2 separate regions of the Mus musculus genome follow, and region 2 is linked to region 1. A link is a contact called in public promoter capture Hi-C data. All regions are on one chromosome and are shown on one strand. The core of a region is the stretch at or near the end of the contact, and the rest is flanking DNA. Distances in the headings are between cores, read along the strand shown.

Region 1 (5,228 bases), core at 794-3,293:
CCTAACTACGGAGCCAAGGGATACCTTGATGCCCAGAGTCTACAGTCTACACATTCCTTGAGTTTTGGAGAAGCACTCACCGCCCTCATGGGCGTGACATACAATTCAGGACACTCAAACCCACAATGATTTAACTGTCCCTGCAGCCCATGGGATTTTTTTTTCCTCTCGCATCTGGCCTGCAGCTGTTTCTGCATGTGCTTCCATCCATCAGAAGTTGGCCTGGGCCTCTATTCTGATTGAGAGACTTAGGCATGCCCTTTAAAAAGACAATTTTCAGAAAGTACTCAAAACTCAACAATCAGGATAAATTAGTATTTGGCGGTTAGGTTGATAAGATCAATAGGTAACGTGCCAGGCTGCCGGTTGGGGGATAAATAGTATAAGAGGTGCTTAATGTTCCCCTTGGCCGAGCCTGAGCACCAGTCTGTTTGTGTAGTTAGGACAGGCCTTCGGTCTATGTCCCCCACTGCAAGTTCCTGCCAAGTGAGTGGGTTTCATCAAGAAAGCTCCACCCCCACAACGTAGGAGGGTAGGACACGTATGTGTACATGTGTGCACCTGTGTGCACATGTGTGCACCTGTGTGCACACGTGCAAACAGAAGCCAGAAGTTCATGATATCAGTTGCTCTTCTGCCTTATTTTTTTAGACAGGGACTTCTTTCTTTCTTTTCTTCTTTCTTTCTTCCCTTTTCTTTTTCTTTCTTTTTTTTTTACCATGTTGATATTTATTTCCTTTTACATAAAATACAAAACAGTTAAGCATGAGTAGATATGGAACTTATTATTTCAGATTGGCAGAGCAAAGACTTTTAAAGTATCAATTCATATGAATCACTTTGTCCATAAATTATAATTTATTTGTGTTTTAAAAACACAGGTAGAATTTTAAGTAACTAATGTCCCATTCACACTCACACTGTAATCACTACAGAAATAAACATGTAATTATTTTGTGTAATAATTAATAAATAATTTTTAAAAGCACCCTTTTTAAAGCAGTTGATTTCAACTTTCTTCCCTTTTCTATTCTTTAATTATTTTATTATGTGTGTGAGTGTTTTGTTGGAATGTATGTCTGTACACCACCCGTGTGCCTGGTCCCCAAGGAGGCCAGAGAGAACACTGGCTCCCCTGGAACTGGAGTTACAGATGACTGTGAGCCACCATGTGGGTGCTGGGAATGCAACTCCGGTGCTCTGGAAGACTAGCTAGCGCTCTTTAACCACTGGGCCATCATCTCTCCAGCCCTGGAGAGGTGCAGGGTCTTCCACAGAACCTGAAGCTCACCCACTTGGCCAGGCTGACTGAGCAATGAGATCTAGAAATCTCCTGTTTCCAGGCCCCAACCCCAGAGCTGGAGTCACAGACAAGCTCCTGCTGTGTGGGTACTGGAGATTCGAATCCAGGTCCTCACACTTGTGGGGCAGCTTTTTACTAACGGAGCCATCTTTCCAGCCCCTTCCCCCTCCCCCCAGTAGTCTTTTTTGCTGGCTCCTCGCTTTGGGTGTGTTCCCAAACATGAACTGGAGAGAAAGGGTAAAGAGGGCTATGTGCCAAGGTGTTCCTGGAAAAGTCTGCCCTGTCGGGAATATCCTTCCTCTTTGTATCCAATTAGGCTCGACCTCAAATGTGCAAGTTGTACCATTCAGAACACTGGGGCCTGCCTGAGCTTGGGATAGATTTTGCTGATTTGTAAAATCATCATGGCCTGATTAGGTTCCAAAGTGGAGAGGCTCCTCAGCCTGACTTTGGAAAAACATCTGAAAGAGTAGTTAGTTCCCCAGGAACAACTTCCTAGCCACACCCTAAGGTCGGCTCCAGGATGCTCTGAGGTCATTCACTCACTCCTGAATCTCATTAAAAACCCTTGTTAGATCTCCCCGTCTCTTCCTTGGAATTTCCATTTCTTCTCTGGTCCAAGAACTATAAAACCTTGCCAATCAAGTGGTAACCACGGGAACAAGAACAGGGCTCCCTTGAAAAGGGGTGGCTCCAGAGAACTGCAAAGGAGAGGAAATGATTGGGCTCCCTCCCCGTACTGAAGATAAGCCTCCAGCGGATCACAGAAGAGGCTTTGCGGCAAAACGCTGGTCCCCACGGCCTCTGCTTGTCCACACCTCGTAAATTTACTCTGAGTTGCTTCATAACCCGCCAAGCACAGTGGTGTCTTCTGGGAAGGAAGCTTTGCAATCACTCCGGTTGTGTTAAACAAATAAACTTCAGAAATCGGGGCAAGCTGAACCCTGGGGAAGCTACACAGATGTGCAGGCTAGAAACTGCTAGAAATCTGGGTCTTGGGGATTGTGTTCCCAGCCTGCACAGGAATGGCTTGTCACAGAGGGTAGCAGAGATTGGAAGGTGGGAAAGTGGGGAGGTGGATTGGTCCTTATTTATACGGGCCCAAGTTGGGGTGTGTGCTTGCTTAAAAGGTTTGAGCCCATATAAATAAAGACCAATACCATCCCCAACACACACACACACATGCACACACGCACACACGCACACACACACACACACACACACACACACACACACACATGCACACACACAATACATGGAGGAAAGCCAAGATGAGGACAGGTGTCTCCAGACATTGGAATCCCTCTCAGGACCAGCTCCTCTTCCCAGTTCACACTGAAGACACAAAAGAGACTTCAACACTTGCTTGGGCAGCCAATCAACTCTTCACATTCTATGCCATTTATGCTTGCACACCACACCAAAAGCTTTGTTCTTCTATGGGCTGAGTTTCAGGAGCCAAGGAGAAACCTAAGAGAGGTTAGGAGCCCCCTCTAGTCACACACAAAGGAGGCAGTAGTCCTCTCCCTTGGAGGCACATTAGAACCCCCTGGTGTCCTTTAAAAACTGTCCCCAGGTCCAGGCTACACCCCATTTGGATTGCATCAAAATCTCTCTGATGGAGGCCAGGCTTAGGGTTTCTTAAAGTTCCCCAGTGGTAGAAGCCAAGTTCAGAACCAAGGAATCTGAACTGGATCAGACGAAGCCAACCAAGGGCAGGGCTGCCCTGGATGTGGATGATAAAGGGATGCCCACCATTTATGCGGGCAAAAGTGTGTGATCCTCAAGGGCGAGTCACCTCATTTTCCAAAACCTCATCTGAAAAGTGAAGATCACTCTGTAAAGTCCTCACGGCGCTACTTAAGGGTTCAATGATAGATGATTGCAAGGCCTCGGCTCTGTGCCTGGCACATAGAAAATGTCCAGGAACGTGTCATGCTCCCCAGTGCTTATACTGATGTCCTCTGTGAAAAAATGAGCAACGAAACCACATCTCCTCAGTTCTGGGGCTACGTGCTGCTGACACTCATGTCTTTAAAAGGGATGTGGGACTGCCACACCCGGGGATCCATCCCATAATCAGCCTCCAAATGCTGACACCATTGCATACGCCAGCAAGATTTTGCTGAAAGGACCCTGATATAGCTGTCTCGGGTGAGGCTATGCCAGTGCCTGGCAAACACAGAAGTGGATGCTCACAGTCAGCTATAGGATGGAACACAGGGCCCCCAATGGAGGAGCTAGAGAAAGTACCCTAGGAGCTAAAGGGGTCTGCAACCCTATAGGTGGAACAACAATATGAACTAACCAGTACCCACGGAGCTCGTGTCTCTACCTGCATATGTAGCAGAAGATGGCCTAGTCGGCCATCATTGGGAAGAGAGGCCCCTTGGTCTTGCAAACTTTATATGCCTCAGTACAGGGGAACGCCAGGTCCAAGAAGTGGGAGTGGGTGGGTAGGGGAGTGGGTGGGGGAGGGTATGGGGGACTTTTGGGATAGCATTGGAAATGTAAATGAAATAAATACCTAATTAAAAAAATAATAATTAAAAAAAAAGGGATGTGTGACCGAGGAGAGAGCTCGCCAGGTAGAAATGCTTGCTGCGACTGGAGTTGGAGCCCAGGAATCCACATCAAAAGCTAGATGTGGCCTGGTGGTGATGGTGCATGCCTTTAATCCCAGCACTCTGGAGGCAGAGGCAGGTGCCTCTCTGAGTTCAAGGCCGGCATGGTCTACAGAGTGAGCTCCAGGACTGCCAAGACTACACAGAGGAACCCTGTCCCCAAAACAAAACAAAACACAAAACAAAAGACAAAAACAAAAAAGGAAAAAAAGTTGAATGTTGGTGGTGTGCATCTGTAATCTCATCTGCAAGCCTACGGGACAGCTAGCCTCCAGGTCAGCAATAGAGCCATCAAGAGAGACCCACCTCAGCAAAATAGGAGGCAAGAACCAACTCCCAAACATTTTCCTTGAACCTCCACATGTGGCAAGTCCTCCCCCCCGCCCCCCGCCCCGCACACTAATATTTTGTAAAAATGAGATATACCTTATCAGTGACAGTCACTGGTATTTGGTGACACAGTAACGTAAAACTCTCCGGGACCAGACACCATGCTCATTACTTGCCCATGACTGGTTTTCACAGGCTTCCTGAGAACAGTTGTTTGTGGGTTTTGTTGTTTTGTTTGTTGAGACGCAGGCTCAGTATGTAGTCCTGATTGGCTACTCTTGATGGTCCTGCCTCAGCCTCCCAAATACGGGGACTACAGGTGTACATCACTACACCTAACAAAAAGGAGTTTTATCATATCTTTCCTCACGTCACAGATTGGTAAATTGAGACCCAGGATTTAAGGGGCCACAGTCAATGCCACCAGAGCTGCTGTGCTCACTTCCTGCCCTGGCTCCACCTAGACTGGTTCTCAGCCACAGTAGAGGAAATCCTACCTGGCTTTCTATGGATCCGCAAGAGTAAGGCCTGGCCTGCCCCGTTTGGCCTCCCTGGCTGGTTCCCCATTCTTCCTTCCCCTTGCTGAGCTGGCCCACAGATCCTCTCTCCTGACTACCACAGGTGACTCTGGAGCATCTTCTCTGCCTTATTTGATTGGCTGGGGCCTGAGTCAATAGCACAGCTCCTGTCTCTCCTGCCAGGTCAGGCACCTCGGCCTTCCGGTCTTGTTTCTGCTCTGTCTGTCTGTCCTGAAGCTGCCTGTCCTGTGGGTCTCACTCACCCTGACACTAGAGGGATGTTCCACCACCAGGCATTCTGCCTACGGCTTTGCATGGCCTGCCTCCCTCCATAGCTCCCCATGGAGCTGAGTGGAGTTCTTGCTCCCTGTACAATTTGCTTATTTAACACAGGGGCTCATTTTGTAGTCTAGACTGGCCTGGAATTGACTGTAGGCCTTAAATTTGCAGCAA
Region 2 (5,228 bases), core at 817-3,316, 110 kb before region 1:
ATATAATGTATAATATATTTTAAGTAACATTTAAAATTCAACCCCGAGATTGAAATCTTTGCTTCAAAGGACACTATTCATAAAGTGTTGGAGGGGGGATGAAAAGATAGTGTCCATAGGAAAAGAGAAGCTATTCTCTCTGAAAAAGGTCTGGTACGCAAAATAGAGTGAGAACTATTTCAGCCTTTCAGAGAGAGTCTGGGGGCTGGGAAATGGCTATCCATGGTGTGTGCTGGTGTGAAGCCCTGTGTTTGAATCTCCAGAACTCTTGTGGCAGTCTTTATCTATAACCCCAGTTAGGGAGAGGGAGGGCACATTTCTGAGAAATCCTCAGGGTTCACTGGCCAGGTAGGCCATGAATCGCTGAGCACAAGTTCAGTAAGAGACATAACCTATAAGAATAGTGTATGTGTGCTGGGCCTGGTGGCTCATGCTTTAATCCCAGCACTTGGGAGGCAGAGGCTGGTGCATCTCTGAGTTCCAGGCTAGCCTGGTGTACAGAGTGCTAGGACAGCCAGAGCTACAGAGAGAAACCCTGTATGGAAAAACCACAATAATAACAAAAAAGATTAATGTGTAGTGTGACTAAGACACTCAGCCCACATGTATATGTTGCTCTGCACATGCACTGACACACACAAGCCCACACAGCACACATAAAAACAAGTTACACAGTGGACAAAGGATTTCTCCAAGGAAGATATGCAAATAAGCCAGGAAGTACACAAAACGATGCTTTTTCTATTACTGTTTATTACTTTTAAATTAATTGCTATTAAGCCCAGTGAAATGTAAGAGAAAGCCATGGTAAGGTGTTGCCTTACTCCATTAAGGTGGCTGTAATAAGAAAGACATCAGCAAGTGTTGACAAAAAAAATGAAAAAGCTAGACCTCTTCTCTAATCTCTGAGAATGTAAAGATCATGGCTACTTTGGCAAACAGTTCTGTTTCCTAGAAAACATAAATAGGCCTTTTGAGGCTTTGGGTTTTTTTTTAACTTTTTTTCTTCTTTTGATTTATTTATTTATTATATATAAGAACACTGTAGCTGTCTTCAGACACATCAGATCTCATTACAGATGGTTGTGAGCCACCATGTTGTTGCTGGGATTTGAACTTAGGGCCTCTGGAAGAGCATTTAGTGCTCTTAACCACTGAGCCATCCCTCCAGCTCCTTGAGGTTGGTTTTGGGGTCTGGGGAGGGGGGTTGTTTGTTTGTTGTTGTTTTTTCGAGATGGGGTTTCTCTGTGTCACCCTGGCTGTCCTGGAACTTACTCTGTAGACCAGGCTGGCCTTGAACTCAGAAATCCACCTGCCTCTGCCTCCCAAGTGCTGGGATTAAAAGCGTGCCCCACCACTCACTGCCTGGCAAGGTTGTTTTTAATTCCTTTTCTTTCTGGTGTTGAAGATGAAAGACAAGATCCCACAAATATAAGCAGTGCTCTACCCCTGAGCCACATCCCCGGGCTGGCATGGGGAGCATAGATTTTATGTGATTTAACAATTCTTTGGATTTGAAGGCAGGTTTTACTATGTAGTCTAGGCTGGCCTTAAACTTAACTATCAAGACAGCCTCGAAGTCACGTGTAAGTCCTCAGCTTTTAGCAGTCGGGGTTGCAAGCCTATCACTGTCAAAGACCTCAGCTTTAGCAGTCATGGTTGCAAGCCTGTCACTGTGCGAGCTCACATGTCAATGGCTCATCGGTTCTAGACCTGGAAGTATGTCTTCATAAAGATGTGGATAAAAACGCTCAGAGCAGCACTGTAGTCAAAAAGTGCCATCCAGCCAGGTATTCGTTTTCTCATGAATGGCGAGATAAATAAAGCTTGGTGTATCCATGCAGTAGATGTGAGTGGTCTTACCTGACAGTAAGAAGGAACTACGTTCTGATAATGTGCTGTAGTGCGGATAACCCGTGATCACATGCCGAGTCATAGGAACCAAACTCCAAGTCACATGCTGTGTGTTTCCATTTCTTTGAAATGTCCAAAATAGATAAATCTGTTGAGTCAGATTACCCTGCAGCCACCCCACCCCCTGCCATGAATACACTGTTTGTTTCAGGGGTGTTGAAATGCTCTAAAATTAGTTAATGGCACAGGTTGCACAATTCTCTGATTATGCTACAAAACACTGAACTTCCTTTTCCAAAACTTTGTATTTTATTGACTGTAAATTTTCAGATCAAGAAGTTTAATTAACTGTAGACAGAGTAAATGCAATTTTGGTATTGTTTGTTTAGGAATACATCTATGATTAAAAGTAATGATAAAAACATAAAATAATACTGGAGAGGTGCCTGAGAGTTAAGCACACTTGCTACTGGGTTTTGTTTGGTTAGTTTTTGTTTTGTTTGAAATTTTCTCTTGTAGCCCTGGCTGTCCTTGAATTCACTAGTGCAACAGTCTGGCCTCAAAGATCAGGTGCTGGGATTAAAGGCGTGTGCCACCACTCCTGGCCTTACTTGCTGAGAGGACCCTGATTCAGTTCCTAGTACCCAGTGTGTTAGTTCTCAACTGCCTATTATTCCAGTTCCAGGGGGATCCACCATCCTCTTCTAGTCCCTATGAGTACCGCACACGTGCACACACACATACATACATACATAAACACACACACACACAGTGCACTTACATGAAGGCAAAATATACACATAAACTAAAAGTAAGGTTTTTTTAGAGGTTTTATATTTTTTCAGTTTTTTGTTTTGTTTTTTCGAGACAGGGTTTCTCTGTGTAGCCCTGGCTGTCCTGGAACTCACTTTGTAGACCAGGCTGGCCTCGAACTCAGGAATCCACCTCCCTCTGCCTCCCAAGTGCTGGGATTAAAGGCGTGTACCACCACCACCCGGCCTAGAGGTTTTATTTTTATATGAACATTTTGCCCAAAAATGTAAATGTATCACATGCACACATGGTGCCTGTGGAGGCCAGAAGAGGGCATCAGATTTCTATACTGTAGTTACAGATGTGAGCTCCATGTGCATGCTAGGCAGCAAACCTGGGCCTCTACAAGAGCAGCCAGTGCTCCTAAGCTGAGCCACCTCTCCAGCTCCTGCCAAGCAAACCTTTTCCTTTTTTCTTTTTTTTAGGATTTCATATGTGAGCACTGTCATTTCTAGCCCTCCTACCTCCAGCACTCACTTCCAAGTTCATGATCTCTTCTTCTATGCTTCTTGTTGCTACCCTCACACGTATACAAACACATACTTGTGGATATAATCTTCTGCATATGGGGGACTAGACAGCCTACTAGTGCTCATCCTATAGAAGGCTGATTCTCCTCTCAGCAGCCATTGTAAATGAATCTGCTTGGTTGGTTGTTTCATTTGAGACAGGGTCTTACTGTTTAGCCCTGACTGATCTGGAATTCCTTATGTAGACCAGGTTAGCCTTAGGCTTACAGAGATCTGCCTGCTTCTGCCTCCTGAGTGCTGAGATTAAAGGAATGTGCCGCAATGCTCAGTGTCAATAAATTAAAATAGTAGCAGTAGTAGTAATAATTTGTGAAAGTAAAAGTTAACCAAAATTGAAAAATGTGGTTACTTCTGGGGAGGATCAAAAATAGCAAGACAAACAAACCCCGAAGTTTGTCATTTAAATCAGAGAAGTTAGTGTAAATTATAACTTGTTAATTTTTAAAATTCAACTTTCCAAACAACACCCTCTGTTCAGATTAAGTCAGAATAAAAGTGAAGTATTTATCTATAACTTAATACTTGCTTCAAACCGGTTCTTCTGCAGTTCTGTCTAGTTCTTTGCTAAACACTAAAGATTTGATACACTCATATCTATGATTGTATGATTTTCCCACCAACACCTGGTGTACATTTGGAATTGCATGCCTTATATATGTTATTGTATCAGACACAGTGGCAAGTGTTAGAGACATGAGGAGAAAAGAAAAACCAATTTCTGTCTTCAAGCAATGGCCTCTGCGGGGCATGGTGGTTCAGATAGATCTCTAGATTCAAGGCTAGCCTGGTCTACAAAGTGAATTCCAGGACAGCCAGAGCTACAGAAATCCTTTAAAGCTTTGCTCTAGGCCTAGGCTCTTAGCTAATATAATTATACATCTGTGGTCTTGACTGGTCTTTCCTCCCCACAGTGTTGGGGATCTAATGGAGGGCTGTAACTGTCAAGCATACTCTCTTGAGCCACACTTGCTGGTCCTTTCTTTGTTATTGTTCTAAAGAAATACTCTGCCTCCTTAGCTTGTCTCTGCCGAGTGCCCCCAAGCCACCATTTCAGTAGTTAAATACAAGATTGATGTTTAGTTTTAAAAACCAAAAGATACGGGACTGGAGAGATGGCTCAGCAGCTAAGAGCACAGGCTGCTCTTCCAGAGGTCCTGAGTTCAAATCCCAGCAACCACATGGTGGCTCACAACCATCTGTAATGGGATCCATTGCCCTCTTCTGGTGTGTCTGAAGACAGTGACCATGTATGTACTCACGTACGTAAAATAAATAAATAGATATTTTAAAAAGAGAGAGGGAGAGATAGGGCGCACTTGTTGCTCTTGCAGAGGATCTGGGTTTGATTTTCAGCATCTACATGGTGTGTGGCCCACAACCATCCATAACTCCAGTTTTAGGGAATTTGATACCCTCTTCTAACCTCAGACACTAGGCACACATGTGATACACATACATACATGTAGGCCAAACACTCACACATACATTAATAAATTTAATTAAAACTTTTTCTTTTAAATAAAAAATAAAAAAAAAATAGATGTACAAAACCATTTCTTCTGTATGCCGGATCTTCACTTGCCACAATAGCTAGCTTTGCAGAAGGAGTCTAGGTTACATACATAAGTGTGTGTGGTCACACACCTCAAAAAACAGGCCCTGGACTACATTCCAGGGGCTCCACATAGGACTTCCCTCTAAAGTCTGCCCTTGTGTTTAACACAACTTAGGTCATCAAGAAGAAGCTCGTGGGATCCGTGAAGGCTCTGCAGAAACAGCATGTGTCTCTGGACACAGTGGTCACCAGTGAAGATGGAGATGCCAACACCATGTGCAGTGCCCTGGAGGCTGTGTTCATCCACGGCCTGCATGCCAAGCACATCCGCGCCGAGGCTGGCGGCAAAAGGAAGAAGCACACTCACCAGAAGGCTCTGCCTCAGCCTGTCTTCTGGCCCCTTCTGAAAGCCATCACCCACAGGTGAGATCCGTCAGGGAGAGAGGAGCTTCAGCCTGGGGCGCTGGGCTCCTCTC

The links. Capture Hi-C pulls out chosen DNA fragments and counts their contacts.
Region 2: a contact with region 1 is called in a promoter capture Hi-C map of adipose tissue. The contact joins two enhancer-like sites. A contact is called at or near these places in 1 of 115 datasets of contacts at active chromatin or transcription factors (embryonic stem cells) and 2 of 9 other capture datasets (adipose tissue and pancreatic islet).

What each region holds. Positions count from the first base shown.
Region 1 is chr11:103,289,171-103,294,398 of GRCm38.p6, reverse strand. No RefSeq gene overlaps it. Among named protein-coding and RNA genes, the nearest start is that of Map3k14, 24 kb to the right of the region's middle. Within about 2 kb of position 2,043, at least 84 of the 459 cell types and tissues checked have an H3K27ac peak or open chromatin away from gene starts, as enhancers often do. A contact at or near this core is called in adipose tissue, where this site is marked.
Region 2 is chr11:103,396,974-103,402,201 of GRCm38.p6, reverse strand. Plekhm1 (pleckstrin homology domain containing, family M (with RUN domain) member 1) reads left to right here. Exons shown (of 12, transcript NM_183034.2): 3 at 4,928-5,175. Among named protein-coding and RNA genes, the nearest start is that of Plekhm1, 13 kb to the left of the region's middle. Within about 2 kb of position 2,066, at least 62 of the 459 cell types and tissues checked have an H3K27ac peak or open chromatin away from gene starts, as enhancers often do. A contact at or near this core is called in adipose tissue, where this site is marked.